Linked DNA regions of Mus musculus: regions 2, 3, 4 and 5 are each linked to region 1. Evidence: chromatin contacts called from public ChIA-PET and HiChIP or PLAC-seq data. All regions are on one chromosome and are shown on one strand. The core of a region is the stretch at or near the end of the contact, and the rest is flanking DNA. Distances in the headings are between cores, read along the strand shown. Region 1 holds the start of Hnrnpl (heterogeneous nuclear ribonucleoprotein L). Region 2 holds the start of Spint2 (serine protease inhibitor, Kunitz type 2). Region 3 has its middle 5.6 kb from the start of 2200002D01Rik. Region 4 holds the start of Psmd8 (proteasome (prosome, macropain) 26S subunit, non-ATPase, 8). Region 5 holds the start of Ryr1 (ryanodine receptor 1, skeletal muscle).

The links. ChIA-PET counts read pairs in DNA pulled down with a chosen protein or histone mark. HiChIP or PLAC-seq counts read pairs in DNA pulled down with a chosen protein or histone mark.
Region 2: a FOXA1 HiChIP or PLAC-seq map of pancreatic cancer cells shows a contact between it and region 1. The contact joins the promoter of Spint2 here to the promoter of Hnrnpl in region 1. A contact is called at or near these places in 2 of 39 promoter capture datasets (cranial neural crest and embryonic stem cells), 2 of 484 Hi-C or Micro-C datasets (embryonic stem cells and uterus) and 3 of 115 datasets of contacts at active chromatin or transcription factors (cardiomyocytes, microglia and pancreatic cancer cells).
Region 3: a contact with region 1 is called in an HNF4G HiChIP or PLAC-seq map of pancreatic cancer cells. The contact joins the enhancer-like site here to the promoter of Hnrnpl in region 1. A contact is called at or near these places in 3 of 39 promoter capture datasets (cranial neural crest, erythroid cells and neural stem cells) and 1 of 115 datasets of contacts at active chromatin or transcription factors (pancreatic cancer cells).
Region 4: a contact with region 1 is called in an RNA polymerase II ChIA-PET map of memory CD8 T cells, with 37 read pairs. The contact joins the promoter of Psmd8 here to the promoter of Hnrnpl in region 1. A contact is called at or near these places in 3 of 39 promoter capture datasets (cranial neural crest, erythroid cells and hippocampal neurons), 1 of 484 Hi-C or Micro-C datasets (muscle stem cells), 5 of 115 datasets of contacts at active chromatin or transcription factors (bone marrow-derived macrophages, effector CD8 T cells, embryonic limb bud and 2 more) and 1 of 9 other capture datasets (adipose tissue).
Region 5: a contact with region 1 is called in an HNF4G HiChIP or PLAC-seq map of pancreatic cancer cells. The contact joins the promoter of Ryr1 here to the promoter of Hnrnpl in region 1. A contact is called at or near these places in 1 of 39 promoter capture datasets (neural stem cells), 1 of 484 Hi-C or Micro-C datasets (palatal mesenchyme), 1 of 115 datasets of contacts at active chromatin or transcription factors (pancreatic cancer cells) and 2 of 9 other capture datasets (liver and pancreatic islet).

What each region holds. Positions count from the first base shown.
Region 1 is chr7:28,809,480-28,812,357 of GRCm38.p6, reverse strand. It overlaps Hnrnpl (heterogeneous nuclear ribonucleoprotein L), which reads right to left and starts at 1,468. Exons shown (of 13, transcript NM_177301.5): 1 at 1,190-1,468. The coding sequence starts at 1,447.
Region 2 is chr7:29,280,548-29,283,425 of GRCm38.p6, reverse strand. Spint2 (serine protease inhibitor, Kunitz type 2) reads left to right here and starts at 1,449. Exons shown (of 7, transcript NM_011464.2): 1 at 1,449-1,914. The coding sequence starts at 1,809.
Region 3 is chr7:29,252,611-29,255,488 of GRCm38.p6, reverse strand. No RefSeq gene overlaps it. Among named protein-coding and RNA genes, the nearest start is that of 2200002D01Rik, 5.6 kb to the right of the region's middle. Within about 2 kb of position 1,403, at least 39 of the 459 cell types and tissues checked have an H3K27ac peak or open chromatin away from gene starts, as enhancers often do. A contact at or near this core is called in pancreatic cancer cells, where this site is marked.
Region 4 is chr7:29,179,227-29,182,104 of GRCm38.p6, reverse strand. It overlaps Psmd8 (proteasome (prosome, macropain) 26S subunit, non-ATPase, 8), which reads left to right and starts at 1,432. Exons shown (of 7, transcript NM_026545.3): 1 at 1,432-1,828. The coding sequence starts at 1,460. It overlaps Catsperg1 (cation channel sperm associated auxiliary subunit gamma 1), which reads left to right. Exons shown (of 28, transcript NM_001368407.1): 27 at 1-72; 28 at 179-573. The coding sequence ends at 433.
Region 5 is chr7:29,123,706-29,126,583 of GRCm38.p6, reverse strand. Ryr1 (ryanodine receptor 1, skeletal muscle) reads left to right here and starts at 1,433. Exons shown (of 106, transcript NM_009109.2): 1 at 1,433-1,619. The coding sequence starts at 1,569.

The sequences.
Region 1 (2,878 bases), core at 219-2,718:
TAAAGGGAGTCCATAAAAGTCCCCATCTCAGAGGACCAACACCGAATGTGAGGTACCTCTCACCTTAAATGATTAGGGTGGGGGTAAGGCTCACCACACAGCCCATGAGATGTTCGGAGAACAACCTTTTGGAGTCTGTTCTCTCCTTCCACCTCATGGGCTCCCGTTGTCTAGCTTGGCAGTTAACTTACCAGACTCAACTAAAATGTCTTCCAAATCCTTGAGAAACCTAACACTGTAACAACAGGGAGAAGCTGATAAATGCATGAGCAGCAGCCTCATCAAGAGGGCACTGTTTGTTTGGCTTTTTGATAAGTCTCACAGCCTTGTCTGTCCTGGAATTAACTATGCATAAGAGGCTGGCCTCAAACCAAAGAGATTAAAGGCCTGTGACTCCGTGCCCACCGGAAGGACTTTAATAATAAACTTTTAAAAGGAATGCAAACTGCATCCTAACCCAGACACCATAATTGTGACCTTCAGAAGACTAAATAGGCTGAAAGACTCTATGCATAGCCACAGGACCATAATACAGTTTAGTTTATAAATGCCCCAATCCTGGAGCCCTAAGCAAATCGAGTGATAATTTCTAAGCTTGGCTCAATTCCCAAAGTTAAATCTGCCTTTCACAAATCGTCTTCCGTTTTTCAATGCACACAGTAAAAGAAGTTAAACAGTTTAATCTGGGCATTATAATTTTATAATTTCATCAAGTGAACTTCTATATGGAAACGACCATGATTAAAACTGCGACGGGGCGACTCGGTCAGGCCACCGCCCACCCGCTTCCCGCTCGCTGGCTGTGGTTGTAGAAACGCGCTTGCGCATAGGGACACGGAAAGAAGAGGAAAAAAAAAAAGATAAAGAAGTGAGGAGAAAAAAAAAAAACGGCCCGACCGCGTGCCTAGGCCCCCCACATGCCGGCCCGCGGCGCCTGCGCAGTGCGGTGCCTGCAGAGCCAGCCGCTTCCTCCGCCCCCTCAAGCCCCGCTTCGGATTGTGCGCACGCGCAAGCGCCTGTCCTCGCGCAAACCCCGCCGTTTGCCCAACGCCTGCCCCTCCCCCACCCACCAAAAAAGCGCGAGGGCTGCAGCGCCTGCGCAGAGATTTTTCCCCCCTGTGAAAAATAAATAGCTTTTTAAAGTACGAAATTTCCCCTTCCTTCCGGGAGTCTAAAGCCCCAGCCTCACCCCGCCGCCGCCGCCCGCCGCCCCGGAGCCTCCGCCGCCGCCGCCTCCGTGCTGGTCGCCGGCGTTTTCAGTCTTCAGCCGTTTAGGGGCTCGGCCTCCCTCGTTGCCGCCGCCGTAATAGCGACCACCGCCACCTCCGCCGCCCGCAGCCGCCATCTTCACCATCGCTCCCGCCCGCCTCAGCTGCTCGTCCGGCTGCTGCCTCTGCTCGAGCCGCCGACGCCGCTTCTCCGCCCGGGGCAGCAGCCTCCGCGACATGGCGGCGCAGAACCCGCCTCCCCCCGCCTCTCATTGGGGGAGGGACACGCCCGTCACTCGCCGCCCCCACCCGATAGGGGGAGCCACTGGCCCTATCTTGGGGGGAGGGGAAGTTTCCTCACGGTTCATTTCTATTGGATAGGACGCATGCCGTTCTATTGGAAAGACCGCCTCTGTTCGCCAATCGCACTCCTTATAGGTGAACGCTTCTTGCCAGTCATTCCGCCAGGCCCCACCTCCTTAAAATAAACTCTGATTTAATAGGCCAGATTTTTGGGATCGCTCCGCCTTCCCACAAACAGTAAATGGAAGTGGGCCTCCGAAGCTCCGCCTCCTTCCCGCTCTCATTGGTTTCCTAGCTAATCGGTCACTCTGAAATCCTTGCGTTTCCCAGTCACAACGACCATCTTCCCGCGCCACTCCGCTGGGATACAAGAAAGGCCTTCCCTTCTGTGTTCCTACAATTGTTCCCCCAGGTGCCCGTCTCGTACGTCAACACTCGATTGGTCAATGAAGAGTGGAAAGAATGCCCTATTGCCAGATGGTATAGGACGACTGATAGCTTCTGATTGGTGAAAAAGGAGAGCCCGTAGGCTCTCTGTGGCGCAATCTAGGAACCGGTCCCGAGAGAGCGCATGCGCTCCTGTACTTTTGGGGGGGGGGGGGGGCTTCAATAGAAGAGGTGACTTTAAGGGATACAACTACTCGAGTACCCGAACGGTCTTTCGCGCGTCTGTTGTTTGCAAGCTCCGGAAGTCTAGAGCAAGACAACAATTTGCAGCAGCTATAACCCATTAGAACGTTTACTTCACCTCTACCCTATCCTAAGCTGGAGGTTATTATTTTTAAAAGAACCTTCAAATCTGAGCACTTCTCACTAATAAAACACTCATTGATTGCCATGTGACTTTGGACCCTGGCAGGCACCGTCATTTCACTCTAAATTCAGTCATGGTGGTAGATCTTTATAGTTCAACTCGGTTCGCACTTGGCAACTGAGCACCCTGCGTCCTCCAGAGTGCTCTGTGGCTTAGACTCGCTACTTGGAGACTGCTCTGAAGCGATTGTCTCCTCCCAGGGTCCTGCGAAGCCCGAGAGCTGCAACGCCGACAAGTGCCCGCCGGGGAGCAAGCAGACAGGGAACGTACTGACGGAGGATCCGGATCCCGACCACAGACCCGTCCAGAGGCTTTATGGGGAAACTAGGGAGTCAAGAAGACTCTGGGATGTAGCTCAGCAATGGAACGCTTGCCTAGCACAGACAAGGCGCGTATCTACCCCCACCCCCACCACACGCACGCGCGCGCGCGCACACACACACACACACACACACACACGTCTTGAGACGGTGTAAGACTCACAGGCCGCTTCAAAACGTGCTGTGACACCTTTCCACCAGGTCATTCCCAAAGCGGATATCCGCTTGGTACT
Region 2 (2,878 bases), core at 200-2,699, 470 kb before region 1:
TGTGGTTGCTGGGAATTGAACTCAGGACCTCTGGAAGAGCAGTCAGTTCCTTTTTTTTTTTTTTTTTTTGATTTATTTATTATTGTATGAAGTATACTGTAGTTGTCTTTAGACACCAGAAGAGGGTGACAGATCTTATTATAGATGGTTGTGAGCCACCATGTGGTTGCTGGGATTTGAACTCAGGACCTTCAGAAGAGCAGTCAGTGCTCTTAACCGCTGAGCCATCTCTCCAGCCCTATTTTATTTTTCTTAAACACATTTATTTGTGTGTGTGTGTGTGTGTGTGTGTGTGTCTGTGTGTGTGTGTGTGTCTGTGTGTGTGTGTCTGTGTTCGTGTGGTCTGGCAGGTGCCATGGCTACAGTGTGGAGGTCAGAGAACTTCAGGAAGCCAGTTCTCTTCTTCCACCGTGTTTGCACCAGGAATCTCCTGGCCGCCTGGGCCCCGGAGAGAAGCAGCGAAGCTAACAAGGCGTGGAGCACCCGGGCACGCCAGGCCTCCAGCCGTTGGGGGGTGGTGGTGGGGGGTGACCTTGCGAGCAGGTGCGAATCTGGTCATCAGGTTTGGTGGCAGTTGTATTTACTTAGCCACTTTGCCAGCCCAAGAGCAGTATTTTCAATGATAACGAGATCATTAATTCTTCTGCTAACGGCCTTCTACTTCCTCTGTCAGCCCTCCTCCATTCATCCAGTTTAAATGGAGCTTCTTTCCAGAAGCCCACCCTGGTTCTGTGGTAGTGGTTTGTAAGTCTCCTTTGGGTGTTGTACCTAGTCCAGTCCCCGTGTCCCTCCCCCTTTCAGGTCTGTTCATCCTTTGCAAGCTTCTGATCGTCACCCTAACACCTCTATATATTTGTATTTGTCTTCCTGTACGGGGTCCAGAGAAACCTGCAGTTTTAAGGACTTGTCACCTCTTTCCAGACAGTGCCCTGCCTAACTGGCAGTCGCACTGAATAGGAAACTGGGCTCTGATCATGCCCTGATTTTCACTGTCCCAACCCCTGCTCACTCAACTGTAGGATTTCACCATCACATTCCTGATCACTCTTCCCTCTGCTTCCGCATCACTACTACGGGCTGATCCTGTTTGACGACACACAGGCCAAGCTGGCCTGGCCACTGCTCAATCCGGGACATTTGTTTATGGCACAGAGAACGAGGAATTTAGGCAGGATATATCTCTCACACCTAAAGGAACGCTAAAGCAGAGCGGGCAGACAGCCACAGGTTTCCGAAAAGTTTCTCTCGCCATAGTCACAGCGCAAGCACGAAGGCGCAAGGACGTCGTGGCCAACAGACCCACGCCTCCCGCAAGGTCCGGCTGGGGCGGGGTCAATGCCAACCACGCCTCCTCCCAGGAGCCGGGGGCGGTGCCAGGTGCAGGCCGCAGAGCCAGGTGCGGGGCCCTCCGCGCTTGCGCCGCATCTGCCCCGCCCCGCCAGGTGCGCCCCACCCCCAGCCTGGGTGCCACCTTCTCTTGTGTCCCTGCGTCCGCCATTCGCCGTAGTACTCCTCGGACGGGTGGAGGCTTTCACAGTCTGGGGAAGAGTCGCAGAGTGTTGCCGCGCGAGTCCAGGGACCGTGTTGGGAGGCAACTAAGGCGTCGCACGCGCCAAAAGCCAGAAAAAAGGGCTTCCGGGGACCCGGGCGCCTCGAAGTCCTACTCCGGGGCGAAGCCGCACCTGAGCCCGCGGACCTGCAGTGCGCGTGCGCGGCCGTGGGCTTTCCCGCACCTGCTCGCGAGACCCCACCCCCACACCCCAACGGCCGGCGGCTCGAGGCCTGGCGCGCGGCGCTGGCAGCAGGTCATGGCGCAGCTTTGTGAGCTGCGGCGGGGCCGGGCGCTCCTCGCCTTGGTAGCTTCGCTGCTCCTCTCCGGGGCCCAGGTGGCCAGCCGAGAACTAGACGTCCACGGTGAGGGCCAGGCGGGGGATCCGGGAGCAGGGGATAGAGGAGGCCGCAGCGAAAGTGGGGGTACTCGGTGCGCAGAGTGATCGCAGGCTCCTTGGGGTTGGGGAGGATGGGCGGTGGAGCCAGACCTGCAGGTGGCGGGCTAGGAAGGGTAGGAGCCTCGCGAGCGCGGGGGCGTAAGGGTTAGCAAAGTGTCCCTTCCAGAAGGAAGGAGGAAGGGAGGGAGATGAGGTGTATTGACCCAGGAAGGCGTGGCACTGGAAGTGGGTGAGGAGCTCAACGAAGCGGAAATTGCTTGGCCAAAGAAAGCCCGGGGTGGGGACGGGGACTTGGGGTGGGGGTGGGGGGCGCATTCAAGCCTCAGAGGTGGAAATTTGTTCGGGAGACCTGTTGGCCGCTTTGGGTACAGGGAAAACGCACTTCGGACACCTGTTGATATCACATATGGCAACAGCCCCATGATCTCCCGAGGAAGAAGAGAAGCAGCGGTTGGTAGAAGGGAGGAGCTTTGCCAAGGTGCCTGCCAATGCAGGAACGTCTGTTCTCCGAGTGTAGTATTGGCACCCAGCAGCTGGGGTTTGCGTCTTTAGGAGTCGTTACAACTTTTAACTGCTTCAGACAACCACTAGCCAGCTTTGAAAAGATCTCTTTTGAAAGAATTCATTGATTGAGCAAACTTAATTGAGTCCCCGCTGAGGGTCTGTAAGAATGGTGGTCGTGGCTGACTCAAGACTAGACAGGTTCCTGAATTCGCAGAGCTTGGATTCCAGTGGGAGCGAACACTTAACGTGCAGAGTACTCGCCAAAGATTAAATGACTAGCGGTGACTAGAAGACAGCGGGATAAGAACAGTGATAGAAGATGGTGAAGGGTACTTAACTCAGGAAGTACTCTAAGGAGGGTGGCACCTATCCTAACAATTGAATGAGTAGGTGGCAGCCATACTAAGACCTTGGGACCAGTGTCC
Region 3 (2,878 bases), core at 154-2,653, 440 kb before region 1:
CTTGCTTCCCTGGAATACAGGTGCTCTTAGATTCTGGAGTTGGGAAAGACTCCCATCTATCACTGCCACCTGCCCTCTGACCTCGAGAGTCCGTTAGTGATGGAGTTGTTGAGAGACTCATGAAAGACAGGTATCTCAGCGAGGGAGCACGGTAGCACATGCCTGTAATCCCAGCCCTCAGAAGCAGGGTCAAAATCTCAAGGCCAGTCTGGGCTATAAGACCCTGTCTCAGACAGACAGACAGCTCTTGGAAAGGGCCCAATTTCAATGCGCAACAACATATGGTGGCTCACAATCATCTGTTTGTTACTCCAGTTGTAGGGTGTTTAATACCCTCTCTGGTCTCTGGGACACCAGGCACACAAGTGTTGATGTACATGCAGTCGGAACACTCATACACATAACATTTTTAAAAGATCACTGTCAACACTGAACCCTGCTTTTTGTCCAGTACCACAGAATATCTGTATTTACAGTATGAAGCCAGTTGCCCCTTACAGTGATTGAGAGTACATTAGAGGTCACAAGTCAGCCTGGCCCATCAGTGTGGGTCCAATGGGTGACAGACTCTTAGATCCACCCAGTCTATAAGATGTGCTAATCTTTCCCCAGCCTGAGACTCCTGGGTTGTACAGTTTTGCCTGGGGATGAACCAACTTGAAGGGATTTGACTGACTGGCTTCTATTGCTCAGACTGATCAAAGTGTTCAGTGGAGGTACTCAGTGGACACACACATGGCTGAGGGCTGGACACTGGACTGAGCTGAGTCCACTCACATGGGCCTCTGGTCCTGTAGGTCTTGCTCTTGGGAACTTTGCAAAATGGTTGTACTTGCATGGAACTCTTCACAGATGGGACTGTGAGGAGCCACTGGCTCTGGAGGAGGAGGCTGTGAAACTGGTCCCTGGAATGGGAACTCACCCATATTGTCCTTGCCACTTCCCCAGGCCCCAGGGTTTCAAGGGTTAAGAAGGGGTGATCCTGAGCACTATGAAGGTCACTCCTCAGGACTGCATTGCTGCTCACGTGTGTAGGGAGGAGGAACAGTCGTTGCTGGTATAAAGCTGAGGGCTCTCCAAGCTTTATAATATCCCTTTGTTGATACCAAGCAATTGGCAGGCCATTGAGCTACATCCTCACCTAATTGTGTTCTTCCTTTGCCATAGCCTACTGCCCAGGCGTGTGTGTGTATGTGTGTGTGTGTGTGTGTGTGTGTGTGTGTGTGTGTATGTATGTATGTATGTATGTATCTGGAGTCCTGTGAACAAAGAAAACCACAGATGCTAATGTCTTGCTGTGCGTGAGAAGCTAGGAAGCCAGTTTCTGACCCAGGAGTCTAGAGGTTAACAGCCAGGATGTTAGCTGAGAAGCAGAAGGAAGTGAACTCTGGACTGGGTGGAAGCTGAGCTCAGCCCAGTAGTCACAGGCTAGCACAGTGCTTCAGCCTGATAAGAGAAAAGTCCCTGCGTGCTTCCAGCTCATCCAGCTGCTGGGATGCGGTTGAATAGGGATAGTGTTGTTTATAGGAGCTGGGCCTCTGTTCTTGGGGACTCCAGGAAAAACTAAACGAAGGCTCACCATAATCCCTTTTCCAGACAGACGTGACCTCAAGCATGTAGGAGGGACCTCAGGCATATAGCACTCCAGGAAAGGTATTTGCTCTCCCACCTGGGCCCCTCAGCATCTTGGCCTCCCTACCCACTGTAATTGCTGAAGTAACAAAATCCTATGCTTTGCTGGCGGAGGTGGCACAGGCCTTTAAACCCAGTGTTGAGGCAAAGGCAGGTGAATCTCTGTGAGTTGGATACCAGCCTGGTCTACAAAGAGACCCTGTCTCAAAACAAAACTAAATAAAATGCAGGATTACAGCTAGCCCCTGAGGATGCCTTTTCTTGAGGTGAGAAAAGGGATGGAGGGACCCAGGAGTGAGGACACCAGCAATACTGCATGCTTTGCTTGAGGGGCAGAGTGGCACTATTTAACACCCTGGCACCAAGGCATTTGGGGCAGAAGTTAATGAAACAGAAGGCAAAAAAACGGAGATCAGTGGGGTGCCTACAGCAGTTGGGGAGAATGAGAAGAGCTAGTGGAGATAGGTGGCCTCTCACCAGCTGGGGCCTATACATGAGAAAAGGACACAGCCTCCGTAAGCTTGAGACGTCCAGAAGGGCAGGTGCAGTGCCTGCCAGGTGAGGGGAAAGATAGAAGTGGGGCATCCTGTGTACAATGTGATGGAGGTGAAGTTAGGAGAGACGAGGCCTTGTCCTCCCCTCCCATTCTCCCACTCTGAAACAGCACTGCAGTGCACGATCTCCAGGGTACAGAAGCCCCTCCTACCCCACGGCCTACTAGCCACACCCTAGAGAGGCCAGGGCAGAGACTCAACACCAATACCCCAGTGTGGAGGGGAGGGCTAAAGAGACAGTTGACATTCTGAACGCTGCCTGTTCAGGACAAGCGGAGTCTGCAAAGCCATTTACTTTATGAGGCAAGAATATTTGTTTTGTTTTTTGAGACAGGGTTTCTCTGTGTAGCCCTGGCTGTCTTGGAACTCACTTTGTAGACCAGGCTGGCCTCGAACTCAGAAATCCGCCTGTCTCTGCCTCACAAGTGCTGGGATTAAAGCCGTTTGCCACCACCGCCCGGCGAATTCTTGTCTTTTAATACATTATTTTGTGGGACTGAGATAGAACCCAGGATCTTGTATTTGCTAGGCAAGCACTCTATCACTGAGCCATACCCCAGCCCCTCACTGGATTCTGGCAAAGTGCTCTACCACTGAGCCGTAAGACCCACCACTTAGTATGTACATGGGCTTTGTGCATGTGTGTGCATACTGGAGCACATGGAGGTCAGAAGACCACTCCAGACATTGGT
Region 4 (2,878 bases), core at 183-2,682, 370 kb before region 1:
TACAAGCTCACCTTTATAGTGCACATCCATGGGCTACCGCTCAGCAGCAAGCGGTCCTCCTTCATTGTTATGGTGAGTGGCAGCCAAAGGCTTCCTTACTGGGTGGGCAGGGGGTTCACCTACTACTATACCCCAACCCCAACCCCGACCCCTTGTGACTGTTGTACTGGGCTTGCAGGTGTCTACCAGCTTCTTTATAGCCCTGGTTGTCTTCTACATCCTGTTCTGCCTCGTGTGGCCTCACATAGTGAAGGCCTGGGTCTCATTTCGCTGGAAGATTCACAACATGATGGCACCAGAGACCTATTCATCTTCCTCCTCTTCTGGGGGCTTCACCCTCCATTCTCACAGCTCAGAGGGAAGTTTTGAGGGTCCCTCCAGACCAGGTACCAAAGAGGACAATGTTCAAGCTAAGAGAGCAAAGGTGGCCTGAGTCCCTGGTCTGTACTCTTCCTCATGAACCCTTAGGCCTCTCCTCATGGGAATGCAGCCTGCCACCTCCCCAGGACTTTCTGGTTGGCTAGAATGCTCATGTCTCATTCAGACCCTAATAAAGCCTCCTTGCAGAATCAGTCCCGAGTCCTCAGAAAGGCTCACGTCCGCTTGGTTTGTACCAGCACAGCTGTAGTTAACTGTCAGAATGATGTCAGAATCTTTTATTTTCAAGATGGCACAGCAGATAAAGGAGCTCTCAAGCCTGACAACCTGGGTTTGATCCCCAGGCCTCATGAGATCTAAAGAGAGAGCCGACTCTGTGAAGCTGTCCTCTGACCTCAACATGGGCACATGCACGCACACACACACACACACACACACACACACACACGCATGCCTGTAGGCCAGGCTGGCCTGGAACTCAGAGATCCGCCTGCCTCTGCATCCCAAGTGCTGGGATTAAAAGCGTGAACCACAAAGCTCGGTCTGTAATTCTATTTTAATTTCAAAAATAAGAAAAAAATGGAATAAGAGAAAATAAGAGAAATGGCTCAGTGGTTAAGAGCACTGACTGCTCTTCCAGAAGCCCTGACTAAAATTCCCAGCAACCACATGGTGGCTCACAACCATCCATAAAGGGATCAAATACCCTCTTCTGGGGTGTCTGAAGACAGCCACAGTGTACTTATATACATAAAATGAATAAATAAATCTTTTTAAAGAGTCTGAAAAAAACGTGGAAGAATGATGCTCTGATAAACACGAACGCCTAATCTTAAATCTCACCTGCTAGTCCTCTCTCAGCCTGCCTATGTAGTGACACCTGACAAGTTTTCCAAATGGCTCCACATCGCCACCCCTTGACGTAGAGGCGGTACCCTTAAGATGGACATTCCACAGGCCGAAGCCAGCGAGGGTGGCCATGGTGACTACAGGTGGGCGGGACATTGTGGGCATTGTTTTCAGTTGGAGCGAACGGACTTCCGTTCGCCATTTTGAATGACAGCAGAGGCGGAGCTGCGGCATGTTCATTAAGGGTCGGGCTGCGAAGACACCCCGAGGAGAGCCGCGGCGCTCCTCCCGCGGGGGGCGGAAACTGGCAGTGGTAGCTCCGCCTCCAGTTTTGGGCTCCACCTCCCGGCCTCATTTCCGCCGGGAGTCCATTGCCCGGCGTCGCTGCCGTAAGTCGGGTCGGCGGCTTGCCGCATCACGGAAGATGGCGGCCACAGCGGCTACGGTGAACGGGTCGACCACCGTCTCGAGCTCCGGACCCGCGGCCACCTCGGTCGGGATCCTGCAGGCAGCGGCCGGCATGTACGAGCAACTCAAGGACGAGTGGAACCGGAAGAACCCGAACCTTAGTAAATGTGGAGAAGAACTGGGCCGCCTGAAGGTAAGAGGTCGCCGGGTCCTAGATGCCTAATGCCTGGGGGAAGGTGACAGACGGGAGATCGAGGCTGGTAGAGCGGGCCCTGAGGTGTCGTTAAGGGAGTGATGATGGAAAGATTGGTTCTGGCAGAATCGAATGAGATGGTTCGAGCTTTGTTACTTGGAGGGAGGCAGGAAGGAGTGGGATCAGTGACAAACGGGGAGATAGTGAAAAGAATAAGTCTGAGGTGACGGGACGTTGAGGGAATGTGTGGCAAATAAAGCCCAGGTAAGCTGTGAGGGAGCAGAGGTTAGGAAACACCTGTGTGAAGAGGGGCAACAGGAACAGTTTGAAGCCAAAAACGAACCTAGAAGAGCACACGTTTCGGTTGTAAACACACTCAGGCGGATAGAAGGCCAGTCTGGTCTTCAATAGCGAGTTTGAGGAGGCTGGGCTACATAGACTTCGTCTCAAAATATATATATAATAATAATAAGTAAACAACAACAAAATATGTGTTAGGTTCCCAAGTTTACTAAGGAATGGTGTCTGGGATGGACTGGGGGGGGAGGGAAAAGGAATGCCCCACATTCCTTGTTACCCCTTCTCGGGCACACTGTGGTGGAGGTCTTCCCAGACCTGCATATAATGGCTGAACACGATGTCCCACACTTGTAATCCTAGCACTCGAGAGGCTCACACCAGGCTCTCCAGTTCTAGACTAGATTGGCCTGCCTGGGGAGATGCTGTCTTAAACAAGAGAGAAACCTAAAACAAGCTAAATATAGCAACAGGAAGAATTGAGGTCATGGGCGTCTCCCTACCCCATGATCCCCCTGGGTCAGGCACCAAGTGCCTCGTGTTTCTCAGTGGAGTTACTAATATTTGTAAGATGAGGTAATCCAATTGGTACGCTCCGTGTTCTTGGGCCCTTTGGTGTTTGCTTTACAAGGTCTGACTCCACTAATATTCATGGCAGTTGTGTGGGTTAGGATGCATGCAAGCTTTTCCAAGTAGGAACATAAAAGTCCAGAGAACGTAAGTAATCTATATTTGAAATCTCGTCCTCATTCC
Region 5 (2,878 bases), core at 184-2,683, 310 kb before region 1:
ACCTGAACTGCAACAGGTGGGTAAGAGACATCAGTCAGGACTACTTCAAAAGGCAGGTTTTAGCTGGGGGCTCGGGGGTGGGGTGGGGTGGGGTGGGGTGGGGTGGGGTGGGGTAGGGTGGGGTGGGGTGACGCATTTGTTTAACCTCAGTGCTGGGAGGCAGAGGCCTGGGATGTTTGCGAGTTCAAGGTCAGGCTGGTGTTTTCTCTCCCCCCTCCCACACCCATGCCCCTGCCCCCCAGTTTTGAGACAGGGTATCAGGTAGCACAGGCTGGCCTCCAGCTAGGGAGCTGAGGTTGACTTTGAGTTTCTGATCCTTTCTGCTTGCTGGAATTACAGACTCACATGGCCACTCCCAGTTTATGGATGGAACCCGGGGCTTTGTGACAGCTAGATAAACATTATATCGACTAGGGCATGCCTGCAGCCCTGTTTTTGTCTCTGTTTTGATACAGGGTCTTTTTTTTTTTTTTCTTCCTTTTCTTTATTTACATTTCAAAAATTTTCCCTGTTCCAGATCTCCCCTTCGGAAACCCTCTATCCCATCCCCCCTCCTCTTGCTTCTATGGGGGTGCTCCCCCATCCACCCTCCCACTCCTGTCTTCCCACCATAGCATTCTCCTATACTGGGGCATCCATTGAACACCCTTAGGCCCAAGTGCCACTCCTCCCACTGATGTGCAACAAGGCCATCCTCTGCCACATATGCGGCCGGAGCCATGGGTCCCTCCATGTGTATTCTTTTGTTGGTGGTCCAGTCCCCCGGAGTTCCAGGGGGTCTGGCTGGTTGACACTGAGATAGGCTCTTATTATGCGGTCCCAACTCCAGATTTACAATCCTCTTGCCTCAATCTCTTCAGAGCTTGGATGATAAGCCATACCACTCTGTCTGGTACTAAGTGATTTTTTTTTTAATGTTAGGGGATGTGGTGTGCATCCAAGCTACAACTGTGTGATTCTGCAGCAAGGGTGAAGCTCAGTTTAGCCATTAAGAAAGGGATGGAACTAGGCTGAGGGTGTAGCCCAATGGTAGAATGCTTGCCTGGCATGCAAGTGATCTAGGGTTTGAACCACGGCATTACATAAATCAGATGGGGCCAGAGGTTCAAGATCACTCTTGACTACATGTGGAGTTTAAGGCCATTCTGAAGTACATGACACTCGGAGGGGGAGGGGAAGGGGAGGGAGAGAGGAAGGGGTAAAGGGAGAGCCAGCCAAACAAATATATACATGATATCTCACTGTGACCATGGCCACTCAGCTACTTTCTAGACACCCAGTTCACTGGAGAGAACGAACACCTTCCACCAAGAGTTTGTGCTGTGGGCGGGGTTCTGAACAGGGGCGTAGCTTGTCCCATGCTTGCCCAATGGGTGTGCGGTGGGGCGGGGACCTTCTCTCATTGTGTCCCGCACAGGGCATGCTTCCTGCAGTTCCATCTCCCTCGCGGGTGCCTCTGGCTTCCCTAGAGGTCTCCGACCCCAGCCCGCCCTCAGGTTCCCCGCCAAGCCTGCAGCCCCCTCTCGCCATCCTCAGACCCTAGCCCGGGACACCCGGGGATTGCCATCATGGGTGATGGAGGAGGTGAAGGCGAGGACGAGGTCCAGTTTTTGCGGACGGTACGTTTTTGTCTGGGTCCGGAGGTCTTGGGTGATTTCTTGCTTACTTTTCTGAGAGTCTCTCTGTCTCTTCCCTGCTTGCTGGTGGTCTCTGAAATCCGAGGTCACTTTGTCTTTCCGTTTTTTCTCATCACCTTTTCGACCACGGAGAATTAGCAGGATTTAGGAGGACCGAGTGGGCAGGAGAGGGTGGGATCCTCAGACGCCCTCTCCTGACATAAGAGATTTGGGGTCATTGAGGAAGCACCCCGCCTCCTGCCGTTCTGGAAGCAGGCACTTGAGGAAGGTGGTTCTAATTCTTGGGCTTAATTTAGCTGTCCTCCACCGCCACCCCAGCCCTCATTCCCTTCTTGCTCCAGGCTCTGACCTATTTAAATTCTTGGGAAGGGGGCTGGGGTGGGCTGGACAACACCTTTCTTTTCAACTCCTAGTCTTTGGCCGTCTCCTTGGGGGTCTCTTGGAGCTTCAATGTACTTTTCCCCTCGGTTTTGGCGAGGAGGATTTAACTATGTCAGCTAATGGCCTCTGAGGGTACCTGGGTGATGAAGTCTTTCTCAGCTCCTTGGTATATCTTATGTCTGAGTCTCTGTCTCTTGGCCCTTGGCTTCAGCCTTCTGCGTGTGGCTGTCCCTCTGATCCTGTCTCTCTGAATCTCAGATCTCCAGCTGGGGGCAGGGATGGGACTTGGGACAACAGGTGTCTCTCCCAGAATAGCCCTCTTTTCTGGGCTCTGGGTAGGGGACAGGGAGGGGACAAGAGGGGGAGGGGCTGCCTTTTTCTTAGTCCTTCCCACCATATCCTCCCATGGGCTGAGATGGGGGTTGGATATGGGAGATGGTCTCTGTTGGGGCCAGGTCTGCTGACCCTGCACTCTCTCCCCCCCAACCCCCCACCCCCGAGGTCCTGGGTCCACACAGAAATGCTGACGCAGCATTCCTGACCCAGAATAGGACCCTGGTAGGCTGGGTCCGGTTTCTTGGGAGGGAGGAACAAACAGCTGGGGCTGGTAATGAAGGATGGGGACAGCTGGACTGTGAAGCCACTGGAGGAGGGCCTCTCCCCAGCCCCAGCCCCTTAGCCTACACCATGGCTTTCCATTGCCCTAGTAAGCCAATGGCTGTGGCTCCCAGCTGCTGAGCAGTCACTGCACCAGGCCCCGTGCCCAGGGCCTCAGCCTCCTGAGGTGTCTAATTATATTCTCATTGCCCTATCTTCTGAGGTAGGGCCCTATCTTTATCTCCCAGGGAGATTTGAGGGAA